3 separate regions of the Mus musculus genome follow, and all the other regions are linked to region 3. A link is a contact called in public HiChIP or PLAC-seq data. All regions are on one chromosome and are shown on one strand. The core of a region is the stretch at or near the end of the contact, and the rest is flanking DNA. Distances in the headings are between cores, read along the strand shown.

What was found. HiChIP or PLAC-seq counts read pairs in DNA pulled down with a chosen protein or histone mark.
Region 1: an H3K4me3 HiChIP or PLAC-seq map of bone marrow-derived macrophages shows a contact between it and region 3, with 2.8 times the contacts expected there. The contact joins two enhancer-like sites. A contact is called at or near these places in 3 of 484 Hi-C or Micro-C datasets (the HPC-5 cell line, conventional dendritic cells and erythroid progenitors), 8 of 115 datasets of contacts at active chromatin or transcription factors (bone marrow-derived macrophages, embryonic stem cells, epiblast stem cells and 4 more) and 3 of 9 other capture datasets (adipose tissue, embryonic stem cells and pancreatic islet).
Region 2: an H3K4me3 HiChIP or PLAC-seq map of bone marrow-derived macrophages shows a contact between it and region 3, with 4 times the contacts expected there. The contact joins two enhancer-like sites. A contact is called at or near these places in 1 of 15 datasets of contacts at CTCF or cohesin (the NIH/3T3 cell line), 5 of 484 Hi-C or Micro-C datasets (the G1E-ER4 cell line, the HPC-5 cell line, conventional dendritic cells and 2 more), 3 of 115 datasets of contacts at active chromatin or transcription factors (bone marrow-derived macrophages, embryonic stem cells and microglia) and 3 of 9 other capture datasets (adipose tissue, liver and pancreatic islet).

What each region holds. Positions count from the first base shown.
Region 1 is chr2:84,621,303-84,624,494 of GRCm38.p6, forward strand. Ctnnd1 (catenin (cadherin associated protein), delta 1) reads right to left here. Exons shown (of 19, transcript NM_001085450.1): 2 at 2,968-3,192; 3 at 709-780. The coding sequence starts at 3,162. Among named protein-coding and RNA genes, the nearest start is that of Ctnnd1, 28 kb to the right of the region's middle. Within about 2 kb of position 1,874, at least 50 of the 459 cell types and tissues checked have an H3K27ac peak or open chromatin away from gene starts, as enhancers often do. A contact at or near this core is called in bone marrow-derived macrophages and microglia, where this site is marked.
Region 2 is chr2:84,599,979-84,603,237 of GRCm38.p6, forward strand. Ctnnd1 (catenin (cadherin associated protein), delta 1) reads right to left here. Exons shown (of 19, transcript NM_001085450.1): 19 at 803-2,925. The coding sequence ends at 2,914. Among named protein-coding and RNA genes, the nearest start is that of Ctnnd1, 49 kb to the right of the region's middle. Within about 2 kb of position 1,498, at least 9 of the 459 cell types and tissues checked have an H3K27ac peak or open chromatin away from gene starts, as enhancers often do. A contact at or near this core is called in bone marrow-derived macrophages and microglia, where this site is marked.
Region 3 is chr2:84,530,059-84,533,617 of GRCm38.p6, forward strand. No RefSeq gene overlaps it. Among named protein-coding and RNA genes, the nearest start is that of Gm13710, 25 kb to the left of the region's middle. Within about 2 kb of position 1,358, at least 38 of the 459 cell types and tissues checked have an H3K27ac peak or open chromatin away from gene starts, as enhancers often do. A contact at or near this core is called in bone marrow-derived macrophages and microglia, where this site is marked.

The sequences.
Region 1 (3,192 bases), core at 624-3,123, 92 kb after region 3:
CTAGCTATCTAACACATATAAGTTTAAAAAGGTAACTAGAATCATGCTGACATTGCAGTGACTGGGACAGCAGGTTACCTCCCATTCTGGTCCCCGACTTGGATATTAACTGTGTTAACTGTAATATTTACACTGGAGCAATACTTCAAAAAGAACAGCTTACTCAGTAAAGATACGGATTTTAAAAAATAATAAAAATACCAGGTTTTTGCTTTGTTTTGGGTAGCTAGGCAAGCACCCCACCTGCCACTGAAAACATTTGGAGCCTCCTCCTACTTTTACTTTGGGATAAGGTTCCAGCAATCTCCCAGGGAGGCCTTGAAACTTTTGATCCTCCTGCCACAGCCTCCTAAGACACTAAGATTAGATTTGCCCCATCAGGCCCAACAAAGATTTTGTTATTCATCAGATTCGTTCATCTCCTCAGTTAGATTTTAGGTAAGCTTTTCTACAATGTAAAATTATGCTCTCCCTCAAAACAATTGCAGTTTTTGGAGGATCAAATGAGATAGGAATACCATGAGAAAAGCCAATGATTAAAAAAAAAATCAGCAAAACTATAATTTGAAATGGTACCTTTTTAATTTCCAAAATTAAAAAACTAGTAAATATTTACGATGAGCACTGCAGCATAGCAATATGATCATAAAGACTGGAGAGGTACAAAGATGTGAATGAAGTCCCTAGACCTTGAGTGGAAACAATTACCTGGGGTCCGTTGAGTTTCAGATCTGAAAATTTCTGTCTCTCAAGGTCAGCATCGCCCACAAACCGGCCGTTCTGAAACAGAGCCCACAAAACAATTCATGTTCTGGCTGACCTTTGTTCTGTCTAAGACAGCATCTTTCTTTCAAAAATGAAAGGGCTTTTGAGAAGGTATTTGTGGACTGAAATCCTTCTGTCGGTACTCACATAAGAACCATAACACTCCATAACAATCTTAGATACCACTTTCCTCTACAGGCCTAGAATTCTGGCAGGTGGGATTTCTGGAGCATGAGAATGTAAGTTCCATGAGTACACAGGGTTTGAGTCCAGTAGTTTCAAGGCTACTAACATCCCTAACATCTTGAACAGTACTTGGCACATTAGAAGCATTCAAAGACCATTTGCTTAATAACACAGACTCAGGTAAGCTCCCTACAGAAAACCTTTTGGAAAGCTTTAAGAATGTAAGTTAGGAAGGCTACAATGGGGGGTGGCGGAAGGGGGGAGGGTGTCCACAAAAAGCCTCCTTTTATTATCGTTCTAGGAATCTTCAAGCTGTGGTACCAGGGTAAACTCCCATTCCAGGAAGCTCTTGAATGAAGAGAGTAAATTCTCCATTTCCAAATACGAAGGAAAGTACTCAGCAACGCCCCTCAAAAAAAGTCTTCAACGTCTTTAACAAGTTACAGCTACAGAACACATTCTCAAACGTTGTTAAATTGTTCTATGTTAAGCACCAAGACATAACCTAATGAGACTGCATATATAAAGCACATGTCTTGCCCCTCCCAACAGAATACAACTAGATCCAATAACCTTGGGATCTTCTTCCACCCATTCCCCCTTTACATGCAGTGTAATGCTGCAGCAGGGGAGGAAGTTAACCATTGCTTTCAGGAAGAAGGAAGGGTGTGGTTTCATTGCAGAGCAGAGGTTAAAAATAAAAGAAGAAGATAAACCACTAAATCCTGGGATTCCCCACCACCTTAAAGTCTGAGCACCCCACTTTCCTTCAGTGTGTCTCATCCCTAACTCTCTACACTCAAGTTCCTGAAAATTTCCTTGAACGTTGTTGTTTATTTCATGGTCCTGATTATTCAAATGATATCTACTAGCTTAAGGATTAAGCAAGCAACTGGGCACGATTGTAACCCTAGCACTAGGGAAACAGAGACAAGAGGACCACAAGGTTGAGGTCAACCTGAGCTATGTACCAATACCTAATCTTCACAGACCCAAAGGTCTGGAAATGTTGTTTAGTGGCATGCACAAGACCCAGGATTCCATCCCCAGCTCCTCATACATAAGTAAGTAAGTAAAGAGTCTAGGACATAGCTCTGTGGTAAAGCATTTGTCTAGCATGTTCAGGGCTCTAGGGTCAATCCCTTGCACAAACAAACAGATAAAAACAAATAAATAATCAGTTAAAAGAACTGAGTGTAAGCACTGTTCTAATTCCACTCAGAGCTCTATAGAGTCAGTCCACTAATGCAGTACCCACCCAGCCTATGCGTGTTCACACTCACTGGCAAAACCTCAGATTACACCCCAGCAAAGTCAGACATAAACCACAGGGAACACAAATACTTCTCATTTCTATCACCTGTCCTCCCAAGTCACATCGAAGCCAGCCAATGCAGAGACCACTACTGGCTCCTGTGGTTATCTGAGTTAAATAATAGCATGATATCTCCCCTCCCCCAGCTCTAACCAGTAAAAGTAACAATGACTCCTTCTTCCAAAACATGACTTCCTCACCCAACAATAAGCACACAAGGACATAGGGAAAGGAATATACAATTATGAACACTCTAACAACTTTCTGAGAACAGACTGTTCTCTACTTGAGACTGAACTGGAGCTAGGAGCTCAAGATGCCCAACTTCCCCAACCGCTAAGTAGATATACTTTCCTAATTTTTGACCCTGAGAAAAAAGATATTTCAAAGAAAACAGAAGTGACTCTGTGTGTAGCTCCAAAGTACAGTATCATAACTAGAAATAACTAGAACTGCATTCCTGTCCAGAAAATCCACTCTAGCAAAACAGGAAATTACAAAGGGTTTCTAAAGTCCACTCAACTCAGATCAGTAACAAATCCCTTATTTCTTAATCAGCATTTATAATATCCCTGGAACAGTTCATCGTGAAGTATAAGCACTGGACAGCCCAGGGCCAGTAGTATCTCACTAAGGATATATAGGCCTCAGTTGTGACCATGCCAATGTCCTACCTGCAGGTCTAAAGGAGAGAGGGTTACCTGATGCCGACGAGTGAGGGTGCCATTGGCCATGAGTGAGTTGGCATCTTGTGGTGAGACCCGGACGCGTTCCAGTTGCGCCGAGACATGGCGCCGCTCCTCTTCCAGCGCCCGGGTCAGCTTCTCAAACTGGGCCTCTTGTTCTTTCACAGAGGCCAAGATGCTGGCGGTCGACTCCACCTCTGAGTCGTCCATGAAGGTAAGGGGAGGAGCCGCCGCAGGGCA
Region 2 (3,259 bases), core at 248-2,747, 70 kb after region 3:
CTGGAGCTGCCCGGTTCTCATTAGCCCCCAAAAGCTCTTACGTCTTGTATAATGTGGTGATCCTGGGCTATCACTGGGAACAGACCAGTAATTTTATAATATAGTGATTGAAGATGTCACTATATAATAAGCATTTTATACAAATTCTCTGGAGATCTTTAAATTATATGACAGGACATAAGGGCCCCGGAAAAGTATCTTTCCATGAGTCTGAATCTTTGGTATCTGCAGTAAAGATAACCCCCAGTGATCCGGTTTCTGTTAACCATATACAATTTGGCGGGATGTCCTACCAAACAACCCAACCGACTCCATAGGGCCTGAGCAGCATTGCCATGATCTGTGATCAGTGCTCTCGTGCAGAGGACTTTGAACTCTTTCACAGTTACTAAGGTAGCTGTTGGGACTGCTAGCTTCTAATCTTCTAGATTTGATATGTTGTGTTCAAAAGAGCCAAGCGTTAGAGGGCTTTGCTTAGTGCTGATTTTGTCATGATGTATGAGAACCCCAAAGAATGGGGAAGCCAGGGTATGCACTTCACTTTCTAACTCTAATAGCAGAAAGTTCTCATGCTCTACTTCAGCCATTCATTAAATATTTTTAAGACTCTGGAGTGGGAGGGTGTTACAAAGAACCTTCCTTCATTAGAGTTGGGACTGAAACTAAAGTAAGCCCATCCTGAGACAACGAACCGCCTTCTGGCTGCTCTGCATAGAAAAACAACACCGGCACCAAAGTAACTAAGAAGGAAAGGAGGGAAGAAGTGCAGCTGGAAGTGAAGAAATGACACAGACCTCCCACACACACACTTTAAAAACTTTTATTTATATAAAAAACTCATTTGTTTTTAAAAGCATTAACAAGAGAAAGAAAGAGAGAAAAGATACAGAGCAGAAGATATGCCCCTTAGTAGTATTCGGTGGGAGGGTAGGATTTTTGGTTTGCTGAAATTGAATGTTTAGTGTTTTTATAAATGAAAAAGGAAAAACAAAACAAACAAACAAAAAAACAGTTAAAGGTCCCCAAAGCCCATGGCTATTCTATTACCCACACCCCACCGAGAAGAAAGAGCACCAGGAAGAGCAGAAGAGGACAAGAGAACCCAAAACCAGAGGCAGATAGATGTGGGTGGGGGAGGCTCCCCTGTGCAGTGTACTCTGAGGGTCACAGAGAGCACAGAGCTCCTTTTTGCCAGAAAAGGGAAACGGGACTAGGAAGAAATGGGAAGGAAGCAAAGGTTGGGGGGAGGGGGTGACTGCAATGTATAAGAAAAGGAGTTGGTGGGCTGTGCACTTTTCTCCTACCCCATAGCCTCAATATATTAAGGAACAGGACAAGAGGGATAAAGAATTCCAGTTGCATTGAATAGAGCTTTTAGATTAAGGAAAGAAAATAAGGAAAAATGTTTAAAAAAAATTGCACCCACATAGTAGCTGCTTCTCTAGCCAAGCTGTAACACTCACTACAACAGAAAAGGGTGTAATGGAGGCATGGCCTGATTCCCTGTAGCCTTTCAGAGATGATGGGAACTGGGGACGACTAAGGAGTCAGAGTCACAGCACTCCCTCCTAACAGCCTCACTTTGAGACTTATCGGGATGGATTTTCACCAATCCCAACTGCACACTGTTAAGCAGAAGCCTGTTGTGGCTATGTCAGAGGCTTTAACAACACCCAGTAGGGACGTGAAGTTCCCTAAGTTACCACTCCTCTTCTTTGCTTCAGCTACTGGGGGTCAACAGTGGGTAAGAAAATAACAAGGTCTAACTTGCAAAATCATGAGAAATGAGACTGCAGAGGCAAAGAAAGGCACCTGGAAGAGAGGGAGGAGATGCACCCCAGGCCAAAGGCACAAAGAAGAGGCAAAGCCAGGGCAACTCCTACCTTACAAGGGCAAAGGGGGAGGAGCTATGTACAAGTCTTGTAAGTTGGCCAACAAATCCAGGGAAGGGGAGGAGAGGGAGGACAAGCTTATAAAGGACGAAGAGAGATGGGGTGAGGGGGCTGAGGAAAGCCAGCTCTGAAGCTTCCTGCCAGTTTCAGACTAACCACTTCATGTACATTCCTCCTAGAGGTTCATCTTCTCAATAGACAATCTTTCTGTTTCTTCTCAACCAGGGGGTTCCATGGCATTCTCCTTTTTACAAAGCATCTTGCAAAACAGCCAGGTCAAGTTAGCAGGTTTATCACAGGGTAGGAGAGGAGGGTTAAGGACAGCCTTGGTCAGGACAGCACCCCAAGGTTATCCTGAAGCTGACAGAGAGATGGAGTCTGTAGGTCCTTTGTGGTCCCTGCCTTGAACAGGAGGAACAAGAGTTCTCACTCTGAGGTTGGGGAGTACTTCACTTACTTGAGGGCCCTTGCCAGGTGGAATGTGCCAATGTTTCCAGCCTTCTTGGCTTCAAAAATCGCCACTGGATAAGGGAAGAACTCACACTTCCCCATCCAAAACAAAATAAAAAGTTCCCCCCACACCAGAAAAAATAGTCTTGATTAAAAGTCATCAGTTTGTCAGAATGCTGACTGCTGAACAGACAGTGTGTAATTTTCAGTTCTTCCCATTGCTTCCAGTAGAGAGTTCCACTCTCCCTCCCTCTATGCAAGGCCAAGAGTTCCAGGGAAGGCTGGCAAAAAGAGCTAATCTGCAGCAGTTTCTCAAGATATGCAAATAACAGAGTCAGGTTTCTTGGGGGAAAACTGGAAGTAGGGTCTGGGAGGATAGGACAATTAAACTTCAGTGGAAGATGTAGGTAATTCACGGATGACGGCAGCCAATTTGGGCTACAAGGGTAGGAGTCAGCCTGGCAGTTGGCACAATAGTCCAGCGAAGAAAGGAAAAAAATCATCAGTCCATTTCACCACCAAAAAATAAAAGTAATATATTATAAGCCCATATGGAGCAGGTAGAGTGGCGCTAAATCTTCTGCTGTGGGGAAAAAAGAGAAGGCTGTTAAGGCTGAGGACAGGACGACAGGGGAAACATACACAGCTGAGCAAATCTGGAGGCAGGAAAGCAGCACACAACATAGAACCAGATCATCCGCTGCATCCCAGCCTGGGAAGAGGTCGTGATCACAGAAGTAGAACCCTTGGGTACCATGCGGCTCAAACAAGTATCGCAGGCCTGATCAGATCAGCATGATTGGCAAAGAGTAGGCACACAGCAACCTCCTTCCTCAGGACCATCTTAGGGGTGACTGGAGGACATACCATGGGGGAGTAAGACACTTGGTTCCCCTCATCATCCAAAACCAACACAT
Region 3 (3,559 bases), core at 108-2,607:
CATACCACAGAGCAGGAAATTGAACCCAGAGTTTTCTGCATGTTAGGCAAACACTCTACTACCAACGGAGCTACATCCCTCGTACTAACATGGAGTTTTCTTTCTGAATGGCACCAAATAATGAAATATTTCTTCTTCCAAGATAAATACAGTCGGCCTTCAAGACATGCAACTGTTATACCCAGCTCTCAGGAAGCTGTGGTCAGAGAATTTGGAATTTAAAGCCAGCCTACGATACAGAGAGCAAGATCCTGCCTCGAGTCCAGTGCATGGAAAAGCCTTGCCCATTCAGCTGTGGAATGGAGACAAGGAGGAGGGAAAGACCCTGACTCAAAAGAACTGATGTAGCAGATAAGCAGTGGTTATTGATTGAATATAAAACTCAGGAGAAGGAAAGGTGATATTGCTCAAAGAAGCAAAATTTAGTGTCTTTTTCCCCCAAATCACAAAGAGATCTTAAAACCTTAACTTTTCCTTGTGCAAAAGGAGGTTATTTGTATATTAAAAAAGACAGTATGTGTCAGTGTCTTCCTGATATTCATATTATTCATATTTAAGCAAGAACCCTTAGCTGTAACAACGCCCCTGTCTACTGTTGTGGTAAACCCTTTCTCTATAGGCCTCAGTGTTCTACTTCTCTTTTTAATTATCAGAAATAATGGTGGGTCCAAACAGAAAGCAGGGAGGAAGCTTGGTGGCAGATACCTAAAGTATAAATTACAATTCTATAGCTGTGGTTCTCAACCTTTGGACAAGACCCCCTGGGGTCCTTTCACAGGGGTGGCCTAAGACCATCTGCTCCAGGCAGTGGTGGCACACGCCCTTAATCCCAGCATTTGGGAGGCAGAGGCAGGTGGATTTCTGAGTTCCAGGACAGCCAGGGCTACACAGAGAAACCCTGTCTTAAAACAAACAAACAAAAAAATCCATCTGCATATCAGATGTTTGCATTACAATTCATAACAGCAAAATAACTGTTATGAAGTAGCAATGCAAATAATTTTGTGGTTAGGGACACCACAACATGAGGAACTATATTAAAGGGTCGCAGCATCGGGAAGGTTGAGACCCACTGCTCTAGAGGCAGAGGCAAGAAGATCAGAAGTTCAAGACCTACCTGCCGCTGAAGCTGCACAGTAAGTCTGAGGCCAGCCTGGGTTACATGGTCTGTCAGTTACTTTGTTCATTGCCGTGATCTGTCAAAAGCAACTTAAAGAGGAGAGGTTCATTTTGTCTCCCAGCTCACGGGAATTCAGTTTAGGGTGGCAGGGAAAGCAAGGCCACCCTGCAGTTGCTACAGTTGCTGTAGGGAAGCAGAAGTACAGTTGCTGTAGGGAAGCAGAGGTGCCCCACTTGCTTCCTTCTTTACACAGTGCCCTGGGATGGCATCCCCACATCAGTTAAGTCGATCTGGAAATACCATGCATACATACCCAGAGTTCTGCTTTCTGGGTGAATCTAGATCCTGCCAACTCAACAATCTTAACCACCACACACAAGATGTGTGCAAGAAACACACATACCACTCCAGCCAGGGAAGCAGGGAGGCTAACTTCCTATCTCCACCTCTCTCAGTTCTTCCAAATCCAAACCCAGTGTCCCAACCCCAGCTCTAGAGCAGACAGACCTGCTGCGACCTCTCTCCCCAATCCCCACCTCCAGTGGATCATACAGATCTTCCTCTCCAAATTTCCTTCCTCCCACTCAATGCTTCATCCTGACTCCTAACCCCAACAGGCCTTCTCTGGGGCCAACTACAGGTTACTTCAGCCCAAAGAGCAGATAGGCTAACTAGATCTTCACCTCTCCCTCAGTTCCTCAAAATTCAGTTCCCAATCCCAGCTCTGTAGCAGGCTATCTGTTGTTCTCCCTCTCCCTCTCCCTCTCCTCCCTCTCCCTCTCCCTCTCCCTCTCCCCCTCTCCCTCTCCCTCTCCCTCTCCCTCTCCCTCTCTCCCTCTCCCTCTCCCTCTCCCTCTCCCTCTCCCTCTCCCTCTCCCTCTCCCTCTCCCTCTCCCTCTCCCTCCCCCTCCCCCTCCCCCTCCCCCTCCCCCTCCCCCTCCCCCTCCCCCTCCCCCTCCCCCTCTCCCTGCCCTCACTCACAAGGGACTAAGCAAATCCTAATAGAACACCCTGCTTACCTCTCCTATGGATCAGCCCAACCAGGGTCCCTGCCCTAGTCCTTCCCCATTCCTAAGTGTCAGAGCTACCAATACCTAGAAACACATTTTACCTGGAACCTCCAGTAGCCACACCTATCAGGATCCCAGAATAATTTCCCGTTAGGCAACAAACAGCCACCACACTGTCTGTCCTACGACCCAGAGAGGACCACAGAAACCAAGAAGCACAGAAGCCACCCAACAAAGACAGACCAGAGAACAGCACTGTGGTGGTTTGTGTATGCTTGGCCCAGGGAGTGGCACGATTTGGATGTGTGGCATTTTGGAGGAAGTGTGTCATTGTGGAAGTGGGCTTTAAGACACTTGCCCTAGCTGCCTGGAAGTCAGTCTTCTCCTGGCTGCCTTCAGATGAAGATGTAGAACTCTCAGCTCCTCCTGCACCATGCCTGCCTGGATGTTGCCATACTCCTGTGTACTGGCTAGTTTTGTGTCAACTTGACACAGCTGGAGTTATCACAGAGAAAGGAGCTTCAGTTGAGGAAATGCCTCCATGAGATCCAACTGTAAGGCATTTTCTCAATTAGTGATCAAGGGGGAAAGGCCCCTTGTGGGTGGTGCCATCTCTGGGCTGGTAATCCTGGTTCTATAAGAAAGCAGGCTGAGCAAGCCAGGAGAGGCAAGCCAGTAAAGAACATCCCTCCATGGCCTCTGCATCAGCTCCTGCTTCCTGACCTGCTTGAGTTCCAGTCCTCACTTCCTTGGTGATGAACAGCAGTATGGAAGTGTAAGCTGAATAAACCCTTTCCTCCCCAACTTGCTTCTTGGTCATGATGTTTGTGCAGGAATAGAAATCCTGACTAAGACAAATTGGTACCAGCAGAGTGGGGTATTCCTGTGACAACCTGACCATGTTTTGGGGAGGACTGTGGAAGGACTTTGGAACTTTGGGCTTGAAGATCCATCTGTTGTTAAGAGCTCTGTCGGATGTTGTGTAGGAGCTTGGAAGATAATGTTGAGAACACTGCAGAAGATGGAGGTCTGGTTTGTGAAATTTCAGAGGGAAAATTAAAGACTCTTTTCAGGGCCATTGCTGTTTTGATTGTGAAGATTCTGTAGTTCTGGTTAGCTGGGGCTGAAGAATCAGCTGTGATTAACAAGATACCAGAACTACTAAAGCAAAAACTTTGCATTCCTGGGACTATTGATGCTGGTTAGCTGGAGCTAAGAAATTAGCGGTGATTAAGAAGAGACCAGCATCATTGAGGTGACATCTTCTGGGAAGTGTTTTCTGAGAGCACAGTGGCTGCGTTCCAGATATAGCCAAAGTTGTACCTTGTGCTGTGGCTGGACTTGGTAATGTGTAAGGGTCACCCAGGTGGTACTGGTTTTGAAGGCATGAAGGAGTTGAGCAGAGCAGCTGAGGCTCGGCACTGTGAGA